Linked DNA regions of Mus musculus: all the other regions are linked to region 3. The links are chromatin contacts, called in public Hi-C, HiCAR-type, HiChIP or PLAC-seq and promoter capture Hi-C maps. All regions are on one chromosome and are shown on one strand. The core of a region is the stretch at or near the end of the contact, and the rest is flanking DNA. Distances in the headings are between cores, read along the strand shown. Region 1 holds the start of Dock10 (dedicator of cytokinesis 10). Region 2 has its middle 9.9 kb from the start of Gm38673. Region 3 holds the start of Irs1 (insulin receptor substrate 1). Region 4 holds the start of Nyap2 (neuronal tyrosine-phophorylated phosphoinositide 3-kinase adaptor 2). Region 5 holds the start of Cul3 (cullin 3). Region 6 overlaps Dock10 (dedicator of cytokinesis 10). Region 7 overlaps Dock10 (dedicator of cytokinesis 10).

The links. Promoter capture Hi-C pulls out the DNA fragments that hold promoters and counts their contacts. A called contact is a pair of places that touch in the nucleus more often than the background predicts. HiCAR-type assays count read pairs that join an accessible place to other places. HiChIP or PLAC-seq counts read pairs in DNA pulled down with a chosen protein or histone mark.
Region 1: a contact with region 3 is called in a HiCAR-type map of astrocytes, with 6 times the contacts expected there. The contact joins the promoter of Dock10 here to the promoter of Irs1 in region 3. A contact is called at or near these places in 3 of 39 promoter capture datasets (the C10 cell line, embryonic stem cells and pre-B cells), 4 of 484 Hi-C or Micro-C datasets (CD4 T cells and embryonic stem cells) and 5 of 115 datasets of contacts at active chromatin or transcription factors (astrocytes, embryonic forebrain, large pre-B cells and 2 more).
Region 2: an HNF4G HiChIP or PLAC-seq map of pancreatic cancer cells shows a contact between it and region 3. The contact joins the enhancer-like site here to the promoter of Irs1 in region 3. A contact is called at or near these places in 2 of 39 promoter capture datasets (hippocampal neurons and pre-B cells) and 4 of 115 datasets of contacts at active chromatin or transcription factors (astrocytes, embryonic forebrain, embryonic stem cells and 1 more).
Region 4: a contact with region 3 is called in a Hi-C map of cerebral cortex, with 2.7 times the contacts expected there. The contact joins the promoter of Nyap2 here to the promoter of Irs1 in region 3. A contact is called at or near these places in 2 of 39 promoter capture datasets (liver and stem cell-derived epiblast-like cells), 1 of 484 Hi-C or Micro-C datasets (cerebral cortex) and 3 of 115 datasets of contacts at active chromatin or transcription factors (astrocytes, embryonic forebrain and forebrain).
Region 5: a HiCAR-type map of astrocytes shows a contact between it and region 3, with 6 times the contacts expected there. The contact joins the promoter of Cul3 here to the promoter of Irs1 in region 3. A contact is called at or near these places in 3 of 39 promoter capture datasets (cranial neural crest, hippocampal neurons and pre-B cells), 5 of 484 Hi-C or Micro-C datasets (cerebellar granule neurons, embryonic stem cells and uterus) and 4 of 115 datasets of contacts at active chromatin or transcription factors (astrocytes, embryonic stem cells, large pre-B cells and 1 more).
Region 6: a contact with region 3 is called in a promoter capture Hi-C map of hippocampal neurons, with 9 times the contacts expected there. The contact joins the enhancer-like site here to the promoter of Irs1 in region 3. A contact is called at or near these places in 2 of 39 promoter capture datasets (hippocampal neurons and pre-B cells) and 1 of 115 datasets of contacts at active chromatin or transcription factors (large pre-B cells).
Region 7: a contact with region 3 is called in a HiCAR-type map of astrocytes, with 4 times the contacts expected there. The contact joins the enhancer-like site here to the promoter of Irs1 in region 3. A contact is called at or near these places in 1 of 39 promoter capture datasets (hippocampal neurons) and 4 of 115 datasets of contacts at active chromatin or transcription factors (astrocytes, large pre-B cells, pancreatic cancer cells and 1 more).

Annotation. Positions count from the first base shown.
Region 1 is chr1:80,756,930-80,760,048 of GRCm38.p6, reverse strand. Dock10 (dedicator of cytokinesis 10) reads left to right here and starts at 1,496. Exons shown (of 56, transcript NM_175291.4): 1 at 1,496-1,723. The coding sequence starts at 1,601.
Region 2 is chr1:80,416,698-80,419,856 of GRCm38.p6, reverse strand. No RefSeq gene overlaps it. Among named protein-coding and RNA genes, the nearest start is that of Gm38673, 9.9 kb to the left of the region's middle. Within about 2 kb of position 1,361, at least 53 of the 459 cell types and tissues checked have an H3K27ac peak or open chromatin away from gene starts, as enhancers often do. A contact at or near this core is called in pancreatic cancer cells, where this site is marked.
Region 3 is chr1:82,289,748-82,292,719 of GRCm38.p6, reverse strand. Irs1 (insulin receptor substrate 1) reads left to right here and starts at 1,281. Exons shown (of 2, transcript NM_010570.4): 1 at 1,281-2,972. The coding sequence starts at 2,227.
Region 4 is chr1:81,076,135-81,079,149 of GRCm38.p6, reverse strand. Nyap2 (neuronal tyrosine-phophorylated phosphoinositide 3-kinase adaptor 2) reads right to left here and starts at 1,743. Exons shown (of 7, transcript NM_001356397.1): 1 at 1,257-1,743.
Region 5 is chr1:80,339,000-80,342,208 of GRCm38.p6, reverse strand. It overlaps Cul3 (cullin 3), which reads left to right and starts at 1,519. Exons shown (of 16, transcript NM_016716.5): 1 at 1,519-1,963. The coding sequence starts at 1,898. Gm39667 (a long non-coding RNA gene) reads right to left here and starts at 1,296. Exons shown (of 2, transcript XR_865570.2): 1 at 1,059-1,296; 2 at 1-981.
Region 6 is chr1:80,658,393-80,661,628 of GRCm38.p6, reverse strand. All of the region lies in intron 1 of Dock10 (dedicator of cytokinesis 10), which reads left to right. Among named protein-coding and RNA genes, the nearest start is that of Dock10, 99 kb to the left of the region's middle. Within about 2 kb of position 1,723, at least 61 of the 459 cell types and tissues checked have an H3K27ac peak or open chromatin away from gene starts, as enhancers often do.
Region 7 is chr1:80,636,336-80,639,310 of GRCm38.p6, reverse strand. All of the region lies in intron 2 of Dock10 (dedicator of cytokinesis 10), which reads left to right. Among named protein-coding and RNA genes, the nearest start is that of Dock10, 120 kb to the left of the region's middle. Within about 2 kb of position 1,645, at least 144 of the 459 cell types and tissues checked have an H3K27ac peak or open chromatin away from gene starts, as enhancers often do. A contact at or near this core is called in astrocytes, where this site is marked.

The DNA.
Region 1 (3,119 bases), core at 247-2,746, 1.5 Mb after region 3:
CCATATCTGTGAGAGATTGTCTTGATTGATGATTGATATAGGAAGGCTCAGCCCACTGTGGGCATCACTACCCCTGAGCATCAGGACCTTGACTGAGTAAGATAAGATGAACGGAACTGAAAGCACCCAGATCTAAGCACAATGCATCCTCTCTTCCTCAAGTTGATTTTAGCCAGAGTATTTCAACACAGCAAAATAAATTCAAACCTGAACTGTTGTACCCAAGACACACTATGACTCATGTTCTGTTACTACAGTCTTTGCTTCTAGACCATTTTTCTTTTCTTGCCATCCTCCTGCCTCAGCACTCAAGTCTTTGACTGCCTCAGACTTCCTGAGCCTTTGAGAGTCGTGCATAATCATGAGTTATTCAGTTATACTATACACCAGACAGTATTCTAAAACAGGGGGGGAAATGGTTACAGTTTGTCAAAAAGTTAAGACAGAGTCACACTGTGTGTAACCCAGATTTTCCTCAAAGAGAGCCTGTTAGCCTACTATGTGAGAAACACCAGGCACACCACAAGCTAAAAAAAATGTTTTTAACTTTAGAAAATCCAGAGGCCACAGATCCACAAAAAGGCCCTTAAGAAATCCAGAATGTCCACACAGCTCTCCCAGGAGCCTTGGTCTTTCACCCACCCACACTGGGCAGAGAACCACCCTGCATGTGACTCCAGATAAGAATTTTAGAATACTTTAATCAGATAGCTCGAGGCAAGGGTGGGGGGGGATTTGATAAGAAAGCAGAAAAATAGACTAAGAACCACCCACCCTGTCCTACTCACCCTACCCTGTAACCCAACAGCAGTTCTTATTCATCCTAATTTCCACCCTGAAATCCCTTACATTACCCAGATAGACACTAGATTTTAATTCAAATTAGTATGCAAAGTTAAGGAGGCATTTGGTAAACCATCCTATATGGTCTTATTTACAAGAGCAGTGTAGCTGGTATAGAGTAGGGACGCAGTTGAGGAAAAATTGGCGGAAGGTGTGAATTCACACCGACTATCCCAAGACCAAGTAAGGAATCTGGGTCCCCTAGAGACTTCAAAGTAAGGGGCCCAGCCACCAGAGGGATCCTTACTTAATAAAACCTCTGACCCACCTCCAAGGGTGCACAGGATACCTAAGATCAACCCTTCTCCACTTCCTAACCTCAGAATGTAGGTCTGATCCTCAAAAAAACGCCAAATCCCCAACCCTCTATGAGCATCGGATTGAGAATAGGGCGGTAAGCAGGTCCCAGCAGAGGCAGCCCGGCATCAGTACCGAGTCGCGGGTGGGCGGCGCGGGTGGAGCCACCCCCACGCGCGTCCCGCTGCAGATGCGCCCTAGCCAGGCAGAGTTGGCCGCGCCGCCCGAGAGGCGCAGAGTTTGCAAAGTCGCCGCGGAGCTTGAGCGGGAGCGAAGGGGGTGGGCAGAGTGGGGGTGCGCGCGAGAAAAACCCGCCTCTTGTGAGTTGAGCGGGGAAGAGGGGGGGAAAGGCTCTGAGTTCCGCTTCCTGAACGGCGGGTGGGTAGAACAGGCTGGCGCGGCCAGGGGACCGGCGGGACACACTCGCTCCGGGGCCGAGGCGCGAGCGGCACGGCCCGCGATGGCCGGGGAGCGGACCCGCAGGTTCACCCGGAGCCTGCTGAGACCGGGACAGGCGGCCGAGCTCCGGCACAGCGCCGCGTCTGCCGCCGCGGTGGCCGTCAGCAGCCGTCAGCAGCAGCGGGTGAGTGCCCTGCGTCCCTCGCGCCACGGCGGGGCTTGCCCAGGGACCCCAGACAGGCCTTGTCGCCAGCCCTGTGAGCCCCTGCACGGGAGCTAGCTTGTCCTCCACCCCGAATTCGCTCCCCCACAGAGCGACCCCGGAGTCACCTCCTCCAAGCAGTGTCACCAAAGAATTAAGGACCAGAGGCGCATTGGGGGACTTTAGGAACGCGGGACGCTTAGATGAGCAGCTGCGTGGGAGAGCGTGTGCCTACGTTTTAAGGGGGGTGGAGGAGGCGGGAATGCATCCAGTCTGGCTCAAGGTGACAGGGTGACAGGGACCTGGGGCGGCGGGTGGGGGCGGGATAAAGGGGTGGGGGGAGCTAAATGGATGGAACCTGTAGATCCACAAGTCTGCGCGCCCCTCTCCTCCCCGTGGAACCTAGAAAAGATGTAGTGAGCTAGCTCTTCAGCCAGACCAAAGCTGAAACCCCCACCTTCTATCTAGTGAGGAAAATCTGCAATTTGCACAGATCTCCCTCCCCCCACAGGCTGGAACCCAACCAGCCACTTTATACTGTTGCAGAAAGAGCTGGGGGAAACTGGGATGAAGGGGACGTGGGTTATTAAGTAGCCAGTGGCTTCTGGTGTGTTTTGAAGCGATTTCACGGGAATCTCCTTCCAGAAGGTTTCCCCTGGTTACTTCCTTGTCGAAATGCCTTCTAAGTATTGGGTGATTTCCGCGGGAAGTCCCTGAGGCAAAAGCCAGCATCAGGTGCCCAAATCATACCCGTGCATCACGAGATATTCATAAATTCCAGTAGGTGTCACACTAAGGGATGAAAGCAGCAAGCAGGGAGCGCACATCAACTGTGGTAGAAATGGGTAGCCCGTAGGGAGTAGCCTTCCAGCAAGAGTGGGGCTCAGCCACGGAGCTCTTGGCCTGACTTTGTTGGACCAGAATCCTCGTTGTGGGTTTCATTTTCCTTTTTTTTGCCAGTAAATACCATTAGGAATTAAACAACCCTATTTAAGAGTGTCAAAGTGTTGCCTTTGCCAGTCACCGAAGAGGAGGGAGCCAGATCTGGTCAGAGCCAGTTCCCACAGCCAGAAGCCTCTCTTAAAGCCAGAGGTCGGGAAGCTGAACAGAGCGGAAGCAAATTGCCTGGCAGAGGGACCAGAGCAGCAAATGCACAGAGGGTGGGGGGTGGGGGTGGGGGATGGGGAAGCCTGGAGTGTGAAAAGAACTGGTAGCCAGGCTGCCCTTTCCTTCCCTTTCCCTCACCACTGGCTGCAATATGCAGCTGCCAGAGACAATTCAACTGTTACCTAATCCCTTGACAGTGCCAGCCTGTGGTTTTGATATCTGTATGCATATTTTTAAGGAAGAACAGACAAACTGTCAAAAACGGGCCATT
Region 2 (3,159 bases), core at 112-2,611, 1.9 Mb after region 3:
GAGCTCTGGGGGTACTGGTTAATTCATATTGTTGTTCCCCCTATGGGGCTCCAAACCCCTTCAGTTCTGCAAAGCTTTTTTCTGCTGTTTCTGCCTAATTCAGCCATCTTGTCTCTGCCTCGCTGAATAAAGGACCCCTTTGCATTTGGGTTGAGCTGAAATTTGGTGTTTGGATGTGCTCTCTGCTTAATCCAAGGTCCAGACTGGAACACTCTACAGTGCTCCTGTCCCTTAAGTAGGATCCTGAGGTCTGTAATAAGAAAAACTATGGCAGACCTGGGATTAAAATCCAAGTGAATGTGTTGACAGCCTATTTTGTAATCATCACTTACATTTAGTTCACATGAAGCATTTCGAAGTGTTAAGAAATCACATTTTTTTAAATCTTTGGGCCAGAGTGAGCAGGGACTGAGCGAGCGTGGTTGACCAGAGCAAGCAGAGATCCTAAATTCAATTCCCAACAACCACATGAAGGCTCACAACTAACTATCTGTACAGCAACAGTGTGTACTCATATACATTAAATAAATAAATAAATAAATAAATAAATCTTTGAAAAAAAAAAAAGAAATCGCACTTTTAAAAAAATGACCTAGAGTTATCCTGAAGAGCCAATTGTGTCATGTGTCCTAACTGGGAAAGGTATCTGCTTGAGATTGTCCACAGTGTGACTGGAAGTCCAATAGACCTACAGTGTTTCTTCTCCTGAGTCAATGCTGGTTCTGATAACCTAAGTGAGGAACTTTTTATATAACTTGCCTCTTTTGATACTCAGAACAAAAACTGAGTGTAACACCATATTTGTTTATGACTACAGAACCAGAACGCTCAAGTCCCCATAACAGATAATGAGAAACACTCCACGGTTGCAAAGCTTGCCTAAGAGACGCAGAGTGTGGCCAACAGAAAACAACTCAGCCCACCCTCCCTGGGCCTGCAGCTCTCAGACAGTAGACCACAAGACTTGACCACCAAAACTGCATGAGCCAGTTCCTCATAGTCAATTGTCATGTATCTCATATAGGATCTGTTTTGCTGTGTGGGAATTCCCCACACAGTAAGACAGACAGCGAGTAAAAGAGAGCAAATCTTTCCAGAGCAAAACCACTGAGAACCTGGTAGCTTCTCCTTGAGGAAAAGTAGGTAGAATTTGCATTGAAGTATAGCTTCTTCCATAATCCCAATAAAATGACATAAGGCATCACCCGCCACTGCCCACAAACCCTTTACAACTTTAACTTCAGTGTTAAGGCATTTGATTTGATCCTCGGAGGTACACTGGGTCTGCCTGAATGCCGCCACTTTATCTTTATGAAAGTTAAAAACAGATTAAAAACTTGGCCAGCTTCTAGCTGATGACTCATCCCTGCCTCAGGAGGTCAAGATGAGGTGGCCGAGGCATCCAATAATTCTGCACAAAGTAAGTATTAAGAGTATTTATTTAGACTTTACATTTCTTCCATATTTCTCTCGGATACGTGCTCATTATTTCTGGAGCGGGTCGCTGGATTTTCTTTCACATTCAACAATTCCCAGTGCTTCTTATGTGAGTGGTCCTTGAGCTAGGTGTTAGGAAATAACGGAGAGCTTTGAAAACACAGTGTTTTCCACATCTAGTTAATGTTTGACTTTTGAAATGTTTATCTCTGAGCTTAGAATCAGTATCTATAAATCATGATAGTACCTTACTGGTATACTCTGGCTGCCATGACTCAGTCACAAGGTGGACCACTGAGACAACAGAAATGTACTAACACATCATTGAGGTCCTTGAGCAAGGAGTAAGAAGAGGGGTTTCTTTCTTAAGGCTAAGAATGTCTGTTCCAAGCCCCTCTCCCAGACTCCAGGAGTTCACCTGCAACCTTTGTCATCCCTTGGAGTGTGAATCTCTGTCTTCACCTTGCCATCGTATTGTCCTCAGTGGCTACATCTAAATTCTTTCTCTTCTGGGGGCAGCAATCATATCCACGCATGGATCCATCCTACTTTAAGACTTCATTATAATTAATTTCACTTGTAGCAATCTCACTTCCAAATAAGGGAATACTTGGGAGTCCTGAATGGTAAATGAGGCCATATGGATTTTAGAGGAACATAGTTCAGCCCATGGTGAGTGCACACCTTTCAAAGCTACACTCAAATTTTAAGGAAGTAGTATCTAGCTTATTTAGCAGTGTGTCTGGCGTTTTTAAGCCCTACTCGGAGCAGAGAATGTAGCTCAGTGGTAGAGTTCTTGCCCAGCATGTGTGAAGGTCTGCACACTAGAAATCAAAGACTGGGATGAACGAGGTAGTGCAGACCTTTAATTCTAGCACTAAGGAAGCAGATCTATGTGATATGGGGCTAGTCTGTTCTACAGCGAGACTTCTAGTCGGCCAGGACTATGTAGAGATCCTGATACAAGGGAGGGAAACAGGGAGAGATATAGAGACAGAGACACAGAGAGGTGGGGGGGGGGGCGAGGAAGGAGAGAGAGGGGGAAGAAAAGAGAGGAAAGGAGGAGAGAGAGGATGTTAATAAATGATAGTCATTTAACTATTACTACATTTCTTCATCTTCCCCAAAATTCCCCCTTACAAAGAAAAGCATACATGTTTTAACAAATGCAGGGGGAAAATATAGCACTTGTACAAACCCTACTGATGCATGCTGGGTCTAAAAGGGTCTAGAAAACAGGGCATCAGCCTCGATGCTCTTCTTGCTTTCTAAGGCAAGTTATTTTTTTTTAATGCTGTTTTTAATTATATTGCCGAGGCCCCAGGGTGCTAAGTCTTCACTGATCTTTTTCCTGTTGTATAATCGTTTTCCAATTGTTTTTCGGGTTTTATTTACTTATTTATTATTCAACTAATAGGATTGTTGAATCCTTTGGAAATGAAGGTAATTTAAAGAGTTTATTGTTTAACTTAATAATTAAAGTCCCTGTGTTCTCTCCCCTAATATGGCACTCCTTTCTTCTGGCAAAGTAAAGACTTGCCATTAAAAGTAAGTAGACTTTCACAAGAGTGATTTTCAGAATAACTCTCTCTCATTATCCCGCAGCCAATTCTCTCCTTTGCATAGAAGCAGAAAGTTACAGCACTTGCTGCCTTTTCCTTTAACCCTCTAGAAGCTTTTTGCTAGCCTGAGAAGTCTCAAAAGACTTCTCGTTTCTTGGCT
Region 3 (2,972 bases), core at 32-2,531:
TAGGTCATCTTAAAAAGAAAAAGAAAAAAAAAAACTTTGGGGAGCGTCTGCTTGTGGTGAGACTAAGAAATAGGCTTTGCAAAGAGGCTGCTGACCCGTTTTCATCAAGAAGTACCCATTTTCCTGTGCAGCCTAGCCACTTATCCTTGTCTCCCACTTATCCTTGTGGTCAAGGTTAAAAGTGTATAGGGTCGTCTAATGCTCGTGCAAACTATGAAACAAACATCTGCTAACATATACACAGTAAGGGTGTACACTTAGGAACTCTCTGAAGGTCCTTTACATCTTTAAAAAAAATCACAAATAGACTTACGAATGTGATAAGGGGTGCCAGGTTTCCTCCAGCCCCCGCCCCCCACCTTTTGCACTAACTAACCCTTAAGTGTGAATCCCTCTTCACCTGCATGAAGGAAGAGAAATGGTGACTTTTACATTTTATTTCCTTAGTGATCAGCGGCTAATAGTGCCAGGTGTGAGATCCCAGGTCGCGATTCCGAGAGACCCTAACCTAGCCAACAGTCATTGCCCTTGGGCGTCCCTCTCTGTTTCTTCCAGGTGCTTCACCACGGTACGTCCGGAGATTCCAGGTGGAAGACTGGCTCAGAAGTCCTTTAGAAAATCTTACAAAAATGTAGATCTCCCTACCAGGGCCTCTCACCCAGACACCGACATCCAGCTGCCTCCCGGGGGTCGCCTTTACCTGTTGGGTGAGAGCTAGCAGGTCACCCGCGTCCCCTCCGCCCCAGCGCCCCCACCCTCTCGGGGCTCTGCAGCCGCAGTGCACCCCCCCTCTCACTGCCCCCTCCCTCACTCCTGCGTCTTCCCCAGATCCCCCCCTCCCGTTTTCCCAGACTCCCCTCCTGCTTTCCGGTAGCCACCCAAACAAGCCTGCCCTCCCGCCGCGGGGATTCCTACGGGCCGGGGGCGCTCTGGGTGGCACGGGCGTGGGAGACACAGCGCCCCGGGCTCTGCCGGCCACGCAGGGGCGCTGCCCGAGCGCTGCAGCAAAGGGCCAGCGCGGGCGCCTCTGCGGCACGGCCAGGGGGTGGAGAGGGGCGGGCGTGGGGCGGGCTCGGCCCGGAATGTAGAGCGAGCAGGGAGAGGGAGAGAGACCCGGGCTGGAGCCTCCCGGCGGCGGCCAGGCTGCTGAGCGCAGAGGCTCCGTCACGTGTTTTGCTCCTCTGGAGTGAGACGGCGGCGCGGTCTGAAGAGGGCCAGCGCGCGGTGCCAGCCGCCGCAGCCGCCGCTTGTTTTGGTTGGGGCTCTCGGCAACTCTCCGAGGAGGAGGAAGGAGGAGGGAGGAGGAGGAGGGAGGAGAAGGAGGGAGGAGGAGAGAAGTAACTGCAGCGGCTGCGCCTCGGGAGGACCGGGCGTCTTCCCCGATCTCTTCCCAAACCTCCCCCGCTCCCCGCCTCCCTCCCTCGTCCCCTCCCCTCCTCCCTTGCGGACTGGAGCTAGGGGCAGGGATGAGCCTGTCCCTCTGGACCGTCCCCTGCTCCCCCAGCTGCCCAGTAGCGTTGCGCGTGGAAAAGCCACTTTCCCCGCCCGCCGAGATGGGCTCGAGTGCGGGCTGCAGAGGACGCGTCCTCGGGCGGCAGCAGCAGCAGCAGCAGCAGCAACAGCCGCAGCGCCGCGGTCTCTGCGATTGAGCTGGTATTTGGGCGGCTGGTGGCGACGGGGACGGTTGAAGGGTGGGAGGAGGCAGAGGAGGAGGAGGAGAAGGAGGAGGGAGAACCCGGTGCAACGTTGGGACTTGGCAGCCCGCCTCCCCCTGCCCAAGGATATTTAATTTGCCTCGGGAATCGCTACTTCCAGAGGGGAACTCGGGAGGGAAGGCGCGCGCGCCTAGAGAGCCAAGCGGGGACTCCTCGGGCCATCGCTGCCTCCCTACATCGGACTCGACCAGGGGCGGCAAGGGATGCACCATAGCTCCTTCTCTGCTGCAGGGACTGGGGGAGACATAGTCCTCGGAAGATTGCGGCTGCACTCACCCTAGACCCACTGCCCTTCCCTCTGGGCATGAAACGCCCTTAAACTCGGATCAGGCTATCTTCCTTGGCGCAGTTACCTCGTCCTTCGGCTGCCCCTCCCCAGCTCCAGGAACAGCGTGAATTTTGGAGTCAGAATTTCTGCGAGCTTCCTCCAGCCCGGAGTGCATGTGCGGGGCCGCACTGAGAAGCCACCCCTCACCCAGTTTTTCAACACCTCCCTCTGCTCCGCAGCAGCATGGCGAGCCCTCCGGATACCGATGGCTTCTCAGACGTGCGCAAGGTGGGCTACCTGCGCAAGCCCAAGAGTATGCATAAGCGCTTTTTCGTGCTGCGGGCGGCCAGCGAGGCCGGGGGCCCAGCGCGCCTGGAGTATTATGAGAACGAGAAGAAGTGGCGGCACAAGTCGAGCGCCCCCAAACGCTCGATCCCCCTCGAGAGCTGTTTCAACATCAACAAGCGGGCTGACTCCAAGAACAAGCACCTGGTGGCTCTCTACACCCGAGACGAACACTTTGCCATTGCCGCGGATAGCGAGGCTGAGCAAGACAGCTGGTACCAGGCTCTTCTGCAGCTGCATAATCGGGCAAAGGCCCACCATGACGGGGCTGGAGGAGGCTGCGGCGGTAGCTGCAGCGGCAGCTCTGGCGTTGGAGAGGCAGGGGAGGACTTGAGCTATGACACGGGTCCAGGACCCGCGTTCAAGGAGGTCTGGCAGGTTATCCTGAAACCCAAGGGCCTGGGTCAGACAAAGAACCTGATTGGCATCTACCGCCTCTGCCTGACCAGCAAGACCATCAGCTTTGTGAAGCTGAACTCCGAGGCAGCCGCTGTGGTGCTGCAGCTGATGAATATCAGACGCTGTGGCCACTCAGAGAACTTCTTCTTCATCGAGGTGGGGCGTTCCGCTGTGACAGGGCCTGGCGAGTTCTGGATGCAAGTGGATGACTCCGTGGTGGCCCAGAACATGCATGAGACCATTCT
Region 4 (3,015 bases), core at 494-2,993, 1.2 Mb after region 3:
CATTGTTTACCCTGAGATTTTGACACTTCTACACAACTTTACAAACCATTCAAGTTTCACAACTCTTCTAGTCTTTTGCAAAGTTGTAGTATTTTTCAAAGGTCTGTTTTCACAATTCCCTAACTATTAAATGTCCTTCACAGAATTATCTTTTTATATTATATTTTTGCCTAATATAAATTATCTTTTATATTAGAAAAAAAGTATGTTCTACTTTCCAAAGAAAAACAAAACCATTTGTACATGTCTGACTCCTGTTTTCTCTTTGTTAAGTTGATGCTTTATAATACATCAATGAATTGGAGCATAGCCAAAATATGAAAATTTAGGAGATTGAGTTTTTGTTCTTGCTCTCTATTTTATTACTCTCTGCTAATTGAATATAAATTCATAGATACTAAATTTATCATAATTACACCCTTTAATCTCTTCCATTAAATACCTTTATATTTTTCACTACATTTAGAAAAGTAAATGTACTACTTTACTACAAAAACAACTTTAGTATTCTTCAGTAAAAATGAACATTTTAAAATACAATATTTTCCCAGATGTGCCAATATTCCAAGTATTGAAAATACTCCTGGGTAGATTGAAAAATTATACTGGAGTTATTTCAATGAAATAAGTACATGTCCCAAGTTAAGCAAGGCCACCTAAAGTTCTACTGCAGATGTACATTTTGGTAAGACTAAGGACACCTTCCAGATATTGGCTTGTATTTAAACACATTTTCTGGAAAAAAATGTCTATTTGGAATCAGCCAGAAATAAGCAATTTCACCTTCAAAGTATATCTAGCAATTTGGAAATGTTTTGGTAGAGTACATATCTTTCTTTCTGAAAATGCAAAACTGGGCTCTCACTGCTGACACCAGTGAACTGAGCCTATTGTAAAATATTTATGATATGGAATTAAGATAAATAGCAGCAAGCACAACGCGAATAGTAATTAATGACATGGAAATACTTCCAATTCTTTTAATAATTCAACATGGCTTATTTTACTAATGAAAATCCATTTACCATTTCCATGGTAATCACGAAGTGGGTACGGGATTAAAAATAGCCAGGGGCTCACTAACAGTGTGGATGCCCGTGTTGCAGCTTTATTTCTGCTCCACCTAATAAAACATGCAAACTTCAGCATTAAGTATCCCTAACTAAAATTCATCCCATTTCATAATCAATTGCCTCCTCTCCTTAGTTCTAGATTCAATTAGCATGCTTATAGAATCTGAAAAATGAGATACATACCAAAAATTAAGTCCCCGGGGGAGAACTAAGTGGAATAGTCAGGAGGTGAGTTGGGTCTGTCAGAGCCCTCTCTCAGGGCTGGTCTCGGGGCAGTTCGGGAGGAGTAATCCAGCACCATAAGAAAGAGACTTGTAGGTTCAGTTCAGTATTTCTTCAATTAAAGTGCATTATATCTGGATGTGAAAAGTGTCGAATCCAAGATTCTTCATCACTAGAGATCAGAGCATTTTCGTTGTTCTTTCTATCGGATAAAATGCCTTTTAAAGTTTGCAAGGAAGAGGCAGTGGCAGAAGACAGGTGCTTGCTTCGTTAAATCGACATTCGGAGAAAAGAGGGCATAGCTAATGGGTGGGGATGAGCGCACAGCCCCTCTCCTTCCAGGTCCAGCAGGGACGAAACTGAATGATTTTACCCACTTTGCTACACAGATGATTACAAGACCCGAAGCAGTCACCAAGCTGGCTAAGGTACCTCATTTGATCATGTTCTGTGAAGAAAAAAAATAAATGGAAACAAAAATCAGACACATCCTCTCTAAATGTCTCCTTTCAGCCCCAGAGATGCTCTTTCTCCTTGCATACATACAGAAGGTTTGGAGAAGCCTGGCTGGTAGCATCGTCCCTCCCCCATGACAACCAGCTTGCGCTGGCTGGCTCTGGTGTGTTCTCTCTCTCTCTCTCTCTCTCTCTCTCTCTCTCTCTCTCTCTCTCTCTCTCTCCCTCCTTCCCTCCCTCCCTCCCTCCGTTCCTCCGTCCCTCCCTCTTTCTCTCTTCTCTCCAGCTGCCTTAGTCTGTTGATGCTGCTGCTGCTGCTGATTAATCAGGGATTCTGAAACAAAGAACGTACCTTCTCAAATAAGCGGTAATCTCAGCTTCTGCAATCTGCCTGCATTGAGCAGCAGAGCTGCCAGAATCCTAGCACCTTGGATAGTTCCCACACCCTAGGCCCACTGGAAAGGAAAGAAGGACTAAAGAAATGGCAAGAAACCCCCAAAGCAGAACCGATTTCGGCTCCCCAGGGGCTCCCATCCTCATTAAAGGCCTCAAGTCCAAACAAGAGAACCTCTCTCTTTTATCTAATTGAACTAAAGTCTGATTTATCAATAATAAAAGAAAATGAGGATAAAGAAACCTCTTCATTTACATCCACTACAGAGCACGAAATCAGTCTTTTTGGAGAAAAAAAAATTGAAATCTATCAGAATTATTGTTCTTGTATGGAGGATATTTAAGTTATAAGGTTTTCACTCTGGTGGGGCTAATAAAAACGAGTAACAACTTAAACGGAACTCTCAGATCTCAGTTTGATGCCCTTATTTGATATCAATTTTGCCTCCACCCATCCTGCACGGGAGAGCCATGCACACAATTACTGCTGACGTACTTCAGGCTGCTGCTTGCGGAATGGGGGGAGGAGCCTTTTAACCTCATCAAAACAGCTTCATGCCACCTGCTCCCATGGCATGAGAATAAAACTAGCCCACTTGGAACGTGCACAGGGCACGTACACAGAACAAAGGTCTCACTTGTACTATAACATTTTAACCAAAATCAAATGTACAGTGATTACGGCATATGTGCTCCGATCTCCTTTAGACTCACTGCAGAAATGATTTAAAGTCATTGTATTTCTTGACTTCCCCAAAGAGACTCTAGATTCTTTTCTTAATATTCCACTGAATCTATGCATATAGCTTATGCTATGCACTGTGATTGACACGTGTGTATATACTTCTGCCCACACATACACAATATATTTA
Region 5 (3,209 bases), core at 270-2,769, 2.0 Mb after region 3:
GTAATAAGAAATAGAGCCATATGATAGGACAGCCAATAGAAAAAGGTTTTATATCCTGATAATTATGGAAATGGCAATCAATTAGCATACTAGTTATAAACAACTATGCATCACTCACTATATTCATCAGAGCCCTTCCTTGTTTTACTTAACCCATTCTTGATATTTTATTTTTAGCTTAACTCTCTAAGCTTAGTCATTACAAATAATTTAGGGTCAATTCAACCATAAATAAACAAGCTTTATCAAGTTTTCCCTTTTGGAGGGCGGGGGTGTGTGAAGGGTGTTCAAGACAGGGTTTCTCTGTGTAGCCCTGGCTGTCCTGGAACTCACTCTGTAGACCAGGCTGGCCTCGAACTCAGAAATCCACCTGCCTCTGCTTCCCAAATGCTGGGATTAAGGTCATGGGCCACCAATTTCAATTGTAGGTGCTAATCCCAACAACAGTTCACTCAAAATGGGAAGATCCAAAACTGGGAGAATCTCAGATTTCCCAGGGGCGTTGGAAACAGCAAATGAGCAAGTATGCAAGGTAGATGTAGGATTCATACTGAATTAGAAGCCAAAAGCAGTCGAATTGGACATTTCGACTATAGGATAAGAGTCCCCGAACAAATAGAAAAATGTCTCCAAACCTACAGCAAACTTAATTTCACAGTGCTTTTGGTTTTAATGATCTATACTGTTCTTGGAAATGGTCGTATGTTTAACACAATATTGTAGTATATTAGGCATTTGTTTTATTTCGGCACAAACAAAAACCGGGTTTTAACATTAGTGGGCTCTGGATCCTCCAGAAGGTATCAACTAATGAACAAACCCAGGAGCTTGTACAGTGTAAGAAGGCCGGGTTGATTCTGAGGCGCTGCAACACCTAGCTAAAAACAGGACACTGGTTTCGCAGTCTGCAGGTAACTCAAGCACAAACCCTGCTTTCAAGTTTCTGGCTGGGCTCAAGTACCCATCCCTAGGCCACGTGCCCTAGAAAAACACAGGAGCAGTTCTAGGACGTAGAACCTTCCTCCTCGCACCCCACGCCCTTTCCCAGGACTACCTACCTACTAGGGCCAAGCTCAGCCCCGCCAGCCCACAACACAACACTCCCCTCTCCCCCTTCCGGAAATTCCCCCGCCCACTACCCACGTGACCCACCACCTTCGCGCTCCACCAATCAGAAGCCACCTCAGCCTACTGGGGTCTCCGACGCTCCTCTTTTGAAAACGCAGCCTACGTCTCCTGCACCAGGCCCCGCCCCCCAGGGCGCTGACTACGCCCATTCCTTAATCCACCCCTCTCCCCCCTCCCCACCACGTTCAGACCCCACTTCTCCCTGCGCCCTCCCTTCCCGGGCTTCGCCCCACCCCGCCCCCGACCGCGCGCCCGCCCCGATCTCGCGAGATCTGACGTGCCCGCCGCGGCCTCCCGCCTCCCCTCCCGTCCTCCCGCCCCCTCCCCCATCTCTCCACTCTCCGCTCTCCTCCCTCCCTCCTCCCCCCTCCACCCTCTGGGCCGGATCTCGTCTCGCTGAGGCGGAGGAGGAGAAGGAGGAGGAGGACGTTCGGCCTGCGCAGTGAGATGTTTGTCCGTCGCCGCCGCCGCCGCCATCGCGGAGGAGCGCGATAAAGGGAGCCGAGCCCGGCGCGAGGGGAAGCCCGCGGAGCCGCCGCGCCAGCGCAGCCCCCGGCCGAGCCCGAGCCGCCCGAGCCCGAGCCGCCGCCCCCGCCGCCGCGGCCGCCCAGGGGCCGGCCCGCCGCCCAGCCCAGCCCGGGGGCCGCGCCGCCGCCCCCCGCCGAGCCCCGCGGCTGCCCTCCCGCCTTCAATGTGACACCGGCGCCTCCGAGTGCGAGCCGCAGCCGCCGCCGCCGTCAGCGCCGCCGCCGGGGAGGGGCCGAGCACCATGTCGAATCTGAGCAAAGGCACGGGCAGCCGGAAGGACACCAAGATGCGGATCCGGGCCTTTCCGGTGAGTCGGTCCTCGGCGCCCGGGACCGGGAGCCGCGGCCCGGAGCCGCACGCGAGGCCGGGGCTGAACTCCGCCAACAGGCCGCAGCCGGCCTCCCCTCCCCCCACGGCCGCCGCCGGTGGCGGAGCGCGAGGCTTCCCGGCAACGGGGCGGCGCGGGGCCGGGTCGGCCACCTCCGGGGCCGTTCCCCGCGCCCCGGCCGCCCCGGGGCCTCCTTCGCTCGGGCCTCGGGGGCCGCGGCCCTGAGGGGATGCGCGCTGTGGCCGCCGCACCCGTCGCGTGGGGCGTGTGTGTAACTTTTAGCGTGCGGTTTCCAGAAGGAGCCGGCTCGGCTTTTACGGCGGTGGGGAGGACTGTCCACCTCTGCTCGACTCCGTAGTCAGGGGCGGTCTTGCCATCCCACTGCCCCACTCACTGACAGAGATGCTAGAAATGCCCACTGGCAAAACACTAGGAGCATAGTATTTATAGCATCCTTGATCCTGCAAAGCTTCCTAAGCGCTTGACCCACTCCGGTTCAGAATCGCCCCTCCACTTCTTGGAGGGCCAGGCACAGCTTTTCCGTGTCTTAGTCAAGGAGGTCCCCAAGAATAGTTGCCACTCAGACTTGTTTTACCTTGTACGTTTTTAGCGACAGCAAACATTTGCTCTTCAGAAACTTTTCCTCTTGGCGTTACGTTGAGTCATAGGCTTGCGGTGTTTAGTAGATGGAGTAGTATGTAACTTTGGATGTCATGCCTCGATCAGATAGCCAGTGGCAGGCAATTAAAATGTCCTGTTGTAACAAACTGGACGTACTTGCTCGTGTCGCTACAGTGACAGGTAAATGTCAAATAGACAAGCCATCAGTGGAGCAGAATTGTAAAAGTAAAACGGAGGGAGGTTGTTTTTCCCTTCTAAGACTCATAAGCATTCTGTCGTGTGGGAGGGGAAGGGGGCCTTTGTCATCACTTTTTGAACAGGCTTTTCCTGAAGTACCCTTTGCTGTGAGGAATGAAAGACCACGATAGTATTGTCTGAGTTAAGTAACTTTGCCTTGGAGAACTTGAGGGCCTCTGAATTCCTCATCCCAAAGAAGTGTACAAGCGATGCAGAATTGTGACTTTGCAAGGGACATATTGTCAGCATGTAAAAACTTGCACCTTTATGTAAATAAATGGGCTCTATGTTAACATGTAGGGTATAATCAGGAGGACGAGATACTTTAATAATAATTGCATTATGAACGATTTTTTTAAGTAAATAA
Region 6 (3,236 bases), core at 474-2,973, 1.6 Mb after region 3:
TTGGTAACACGGTTCCTCAGTAAATACAAATCTGGGATGTGTTGATTCACTGGTGCTCCAGGTTCACAAGATTCTGTGTGGATAAGGTGGGGCTTGCCTCAAAAAGCATGAGTCGTCTCCTTTTCTGTGTATTCCCAGGTTAGTAGAAGCCCACCCAAATGGAACTTTCCACTGAACATTTATCTCAGCTTCGAAACAGTAAATGCCATCAGAGCCTCCTGAAGAGGTGGTAAAGAAGGCGCAAATCAAGTGACAGGATTCCTGCATGAAGACTTATGTCATGCTAGGGAATTTTAAAAAAAAAGAAAAAAGAAAAAAAAAGGGATGACTTTAAATTCTCTTAACTATTGTTATACATTACAGTGAAAGGAAGATGATAATTGGATGTAATTTCCACAATTTCTTTCTTTCTTTTATTTTTTTCCTTTGTAATGATCATGTGAGCATTGGCACCACATTCAATCTTTGCTCTGAGGCAAGTTTAAAGTTAGCTCAATTTCATATTAATCAAGAATACTTACGAAGAACTAGGACTTATATGTTTTTCAAACTGTGTCCTTTCAGTTTTTGTGTACTCTGCGTCTTTCAACATTTAGTTAAAGTTGTGTAATTGACTCTATTGGATTTTTTAAATTATTTTTTAAATTTTTTTAAATTAATTTTTTAAATTATTAGCTTATTTTCACAATTTCCAGATGCATTGACCAAGAATCAACTTCATATATTTGGGTCTGTGTTACCATAGGAAGTGTACCTGTGGGTCATGACCCCTTGGGGGGATAAGGACCCTTTCACAGGAGTCACATATCAGATATCCTGCATATTAGATATATAAAATATGATTCATAACAGTAGCAGAAATACAATTATGAAGTAGCAATGAAAATAATTTTATAGTGTTGGGGGGATCACTACAAACTGAGGAACTCTATTAAAAGGTTCCAACATGAGGGCTGAGAACCACTGGGTTAGACAGTACTGTGTTGTGAGAAATGTTCAGGAGAAATGAAACTTATTGCAACATCACTGTCAACCTACATCCTTGAATCGTATGTGTGCTGCCCTTCGGTTGATAATTTTCTCATAAGCTGCATTTGTATGTTTATTTTTAGCTTTTAATCAAGATTACTTAATATGATATCTACTATATAAGAAGTCTTAATGAAACTATCATTTCCTTTGTCAGTTTCATGGTCTAATTTGGAAAGATCAAATTCATGATTAATTTCACTTATTATGTCTGTCATCTGTATAGTCAGAAGCAAATGTGGAAGTTTTAAAAATAACCATGATTTATTGTTTTAAAATTGCTCCTGGCCTGTGGATTATGAATCTGCATGATTTCTGAGTGTTTGGCATAGCTTGGGTATGCACGACGGTTTGTCCTCTCCCTAGGAATGTTGCCTGAGAGCACTTTAGGAACTGAAATCTATAGGCAAAGACACTAATTGGAGAGATATCCACTGATTTCCTACATTCATCATGGTACATTGCATTATTGTGCTTTCATTCTGGTGAGCTTTAGAGTACTTACGAAGGATAACTCGTAGGCTAATGTGAGTCATCTCCTCCCTGGTCATGGACCCTCCTTTTCTCTTACTGCTTATTGCAAGGAACAATTAGAGTGGGGAATCTATTTAGGCCTCTGTGTAAGGAGCTAGTTAGCAAAAAGGAAGTACAAACTGAAGTCCCAGGAGAGACGTGCTAATGCTTTTCTTCCATTTTCTTGTGGCACTGGGGATCAACCCCAAGGCCTTGCACATATTAGTCAAGCACCCTATCATTGGACAGGGTGATGCTTGGCGAATAAGTAAAGAGACTGGAGCAGAATTAAAACAAATCTGGATTGCCAGGATGAAATTTGCAAAAGGATACTTTGAGAAAAAACAAAGAAGCAGGAGTGATCAGGACTTCTGAACTCAGTCAGTCCACACACAAAAAAGGAGAAGTGTGCTTTGAAACTTGATGCAACCTAAGAGCGTATGTGAAGGCAAAATAGAGGAATCTAAATAGATGGCAGAAATAGGGAAGGTAAATAGGTGCCAGGGAGCTGCAGAAGGGCTGGCTCCGAATTGATTGGGAGGGGAGCCTATTAACATAACAGGATAAATAGCATTTCCTCAAGGTTGACTGTTGTGGGAAAGACAAGAAATAATGCAGGAAAGAAGCTCCTGTCTATTGGAGTGCGCTATGGGCATTTGTTAGAGGAGAGGGGTCATAGCACATGGGAAGCAAGGTCATGATCCCACATCCTTCATCATATGAAAAAAATTTTTTTAAGATTCCCTTAAGGGCTGGGCATATGCCTCAGCGAGTAAAGTGCTTACCGTGTAAGTGTAAGTACCCAGGTTATGGTGGCAGTAGAGACTGGAGCTCATTGAGCCAGCTTGGTGACCTTGGGGTTCAGGGAAAGACACTCTTTCAAACAGAGCAGTTGACGAAGACACCTGATATTGACTACTTGCCTCCAAATGTATGTGTGTACTTGTGTACTCAAACACACACACACACACACACACACACACACACACACACACCCTCATGCTTACATATACATACCTACATGGGCATGTCCATACTCCATACATACACACACATACAAGATTCCCTCACTTAGTGGCAATTTCTAATGTGGCTCTTCATGGTATTATCCGTCTTCACTGCAGAAATCCTGAGTCTACATTTTCATTGTCTCTTCTCTTCTTTGCACTCCTAGAAATAATTTCTTGTCTTCTATTCCTGACAATCTCTTTCCTGAGGGACCCAGTGGCCTCTTGCCACTGTTCAGACCTCTAATTCTCTACACTGTTTTAAAAAAAAATTGCTAAGTGAGCAGCAATAGTACCCAAAATTATAGATCTATTCTAGAATCTTTCCGACAGGAAAATAAATTTTGACATTTTGGCCTTTGAAAATCCCAATTGTTGACAGAGTCTTCAAGGTGAACTGGACTGAAATTCCAACCCCTCCATCAATTTACTGGTTAGGTTGCACAGTTTTCAGACTCCATGGATCATCTGTTTGGAGAAAAATGCTCAACTGTGATGATCTCTTCTAGAATTAAGATACGTTCTCAATGAGAGACAGTTTTAATGTGTATCATAGCCCATGACATTGACCATGTATGGTAAACTCATTATGATAGTAGCTATTGTTACTATTATTAAGTATTTTGATGTAGCTGTGTTTTTTTTTCTGTAAGCAAACCTGCATGAAGTAGTCTTAATATAAGAGTC
Region 7 (2,975 bases), core at 396-2,895, 1.7 Mb after region 3:
ATCTCTGCAGGCCTTGACTGCATTACTTTTTATAATTTATCCCCAAAGCAGATTCTATGACATCTGCTTTATTAGTCACTGATCTCATCGCTACAACAAAATACCCAACAAAGCCACTTCTAGGAGGAAGTGTATATGTTGGCTCACAGTTTGAGGGTACAGTTCATATGGTGGAGAAGTCCTGGTAGCAGGAGCTTGAGGCCTACAGGTCACCCTGCATCCACAGTCAGGAAGTACAGAGTACTGCCAGTACTCAGCTTGCTTTCTCCTTTCTATTCACTCTAGAAACCAAAGCCCATCAGAAGGTACCACCGATAATTAAGGTGATATTCCTTCCTCAATTAAACTAATCTAGAAAAGCCTTCACAGGTCAGGTAGACCCAGAAGCAGGTTTATCTCAATAAACCCTCATGGATTTACAGACACTTGGAAATCCTATGAAGCTGGTGATCCAGATCAACCCCCATGCCTGCTTATACACAATAAAAACTCACTTAAAATGAATGGATGATTTGAGGCCAGCCTGGTCTACAGAGGGAGTTCCAGGACAGCCAGGGCTACACAGAGAAACTCTGACTCAGAAAACCAAAAAAAAAAAAAAAAAAAAAAAAAAAAAGGATGAATCAATCAAATATACGGTCTTGGGATTTAAAATATCTGATGTCCTGACTTTCTGTATGACACAAAAAATGAGTTATAGAGTTTAAGAAAGAGAAGAGTTTTGGGTGAACTGTAGTTTGTTCTGTTTTGTTTGTTTATTTTTCTGTTTATTTATTAAGAAACTGGTAGCTACTTGAAACCTGAGATCTACAGAGAATAAGTTGAGGATTTCTTGAAAGGAGAAAGACAAACACAAAGAACCTCCATGGGCCCCACACCATTATGGAAGAAGGGTTGTGGGCTGCACTGTGGGAAAAAGCATAGAGAGTCGGCCATGGTGACCAGGCTGCTATATCAGCATAGTGCCCTTCTGAGGGAATCAGAGCCACCGTGCTTCTTCCTCGGCATCCCACGTGGTGGGCTTTGCCTGCCGCCCTGGATCTAACTGGTCAGGAGGCATGCTGGTGAAGCACAGGCCTTGATGCTGATGGAGCGTTTGTTATTGTCACTGCTCTCATCTTTCCTTATGCAGAATGTACAGTTGTGCAGTTCTCAAAAAAAAAAAAATTCAATGCTCAAAAATAATTCATTGACAGAAAGGGCAGCTACCCAGATCCGACCATGATAGCACACTACTTATGGATGGTTCTTCACAGGTTATGCAACCTAAAGTCTATGGCTTAGTCAGAACTAGAAGGAACTCCCTTTAGAGCACAGTGAAGTTATTTAAGAGACATTCTCTCACATAGTTAGCAATAAATGAGGGGAAAAAACACAATGGTGGTGTTGCTTTCTGAATGTGGTAAAATGTGTTTATAAAGCAAGTACAGTAAATGTGTCTTCTCCAATAGCTCTCAACATTGGTGTCTTAACCTCCTAAATTATGTGGCATTTCCTTTTCAGTTCACAATTAAACCAGGACGGACCTTAAGCATGAGTTACTTGTTCACTGTGGAGCTGCTCACACCTCAGTTAGGACGGATGGATTACCTTAACCAGCCATCTTTTTTTGTCCTTGCCTGTAACAGCTGGAACAACATACCATGGGTACTAACATAGCGAGCCTTCTCAGCCCTAGGGTAGTAAAAGCAATCCACTCCAGACTTAGCAGTGGCATTTAGCCAACTGAGAAATGGCCCTTGTGCACTTAGCCTGAAGTCTAGAATCGTTTTAACCAGCAGAATGGCTTCTGCAAGAAAACCACAGAAACTCCTCAGTACAGCACAGAAGGAACTAGAAAGTAACAGGGCTGCAGTCAAAGACACTGAACATCGTGGGCCTAACACTGCAAACACAGGCTTGAGGCCATCAGTTCAGAAGAGTGTTCCTTTCCAAGTGCCTGACAATACAGCCCTTATAAAATGCTTGCCACCAGATGAGGAGCTCGGCCAAGGGCCAGTGCTGTCTGAGATCTGTTCCATGCTACTGAACTATACCAATTGTGGAACAGAGCTGTATTAAAGAGAACAGGAAGTCTGTTGTGGCCAAGGCAATTTGTAGTGGTCTGAAAGCACAGACTTCTCAGAAAGGAAATTCTTTTTAAATGTATTAATACCCTTAGCAAGTAGAACTCTTTAACCTTCTATTTTGAACAAGTTACTTATGCTCTACCACAATCATTTTAAACAAATATAAAATAAATGGGAAGGGACCAAAGTTTTGAAAGATTTAACCTCATGGCCTATTAGTTGTTTCAGACAAATGTTCCAGTGTTCTACTGAGATAGTTAGCATGTTACAGCATGTGCACACATGCATAAGCACATTGCCATTCTTATGCCATGCATGTGTGGTACAGGGTATTTAGCATACACAGAAGTTGCAAAATAATGTTCTAGATTTATCACAGGGTTTCATGAGCATGGCTCTACTACAATGGTCTTATTTAATAGGGGTTCAGCATCGTTTCTTGATGATAGATCATCAGAAATCTTCCAATGCATTGTATACATGATGAGGTGGGTTGCCTAACTCTACAGGAGTGACTTCTAGCCTCATGAGTTACACATAGATATTAACTTACATATTTGTCTATCTTCATGATGCTGGGTCATTAATGCAATAGCCATGTGAGTGATTATGCTTTCATACTGAACCCAGCTCCTGAAACTCACTGTTTTGTTTCTTAACCTGCTAAACCAATTAGGTACCCACTCTTTTTAACCAGCTAAGCAGTGATCCTAAGAGGACAATAAGTTTGTTGTGTCACTCTGAGCCTTGTTTGGAATCATGCTACTCCCACAGGCCTTAAGGACTATCTTAGAACGGCTGTAATTTAATAAATGAAAGTAAAAATAAGGAACTAAGGTCATCATTTTGGGAAATGAGAAAAAAATATCGACTCTTTTTTTGTTTAACAATATGACTGTTGTATTT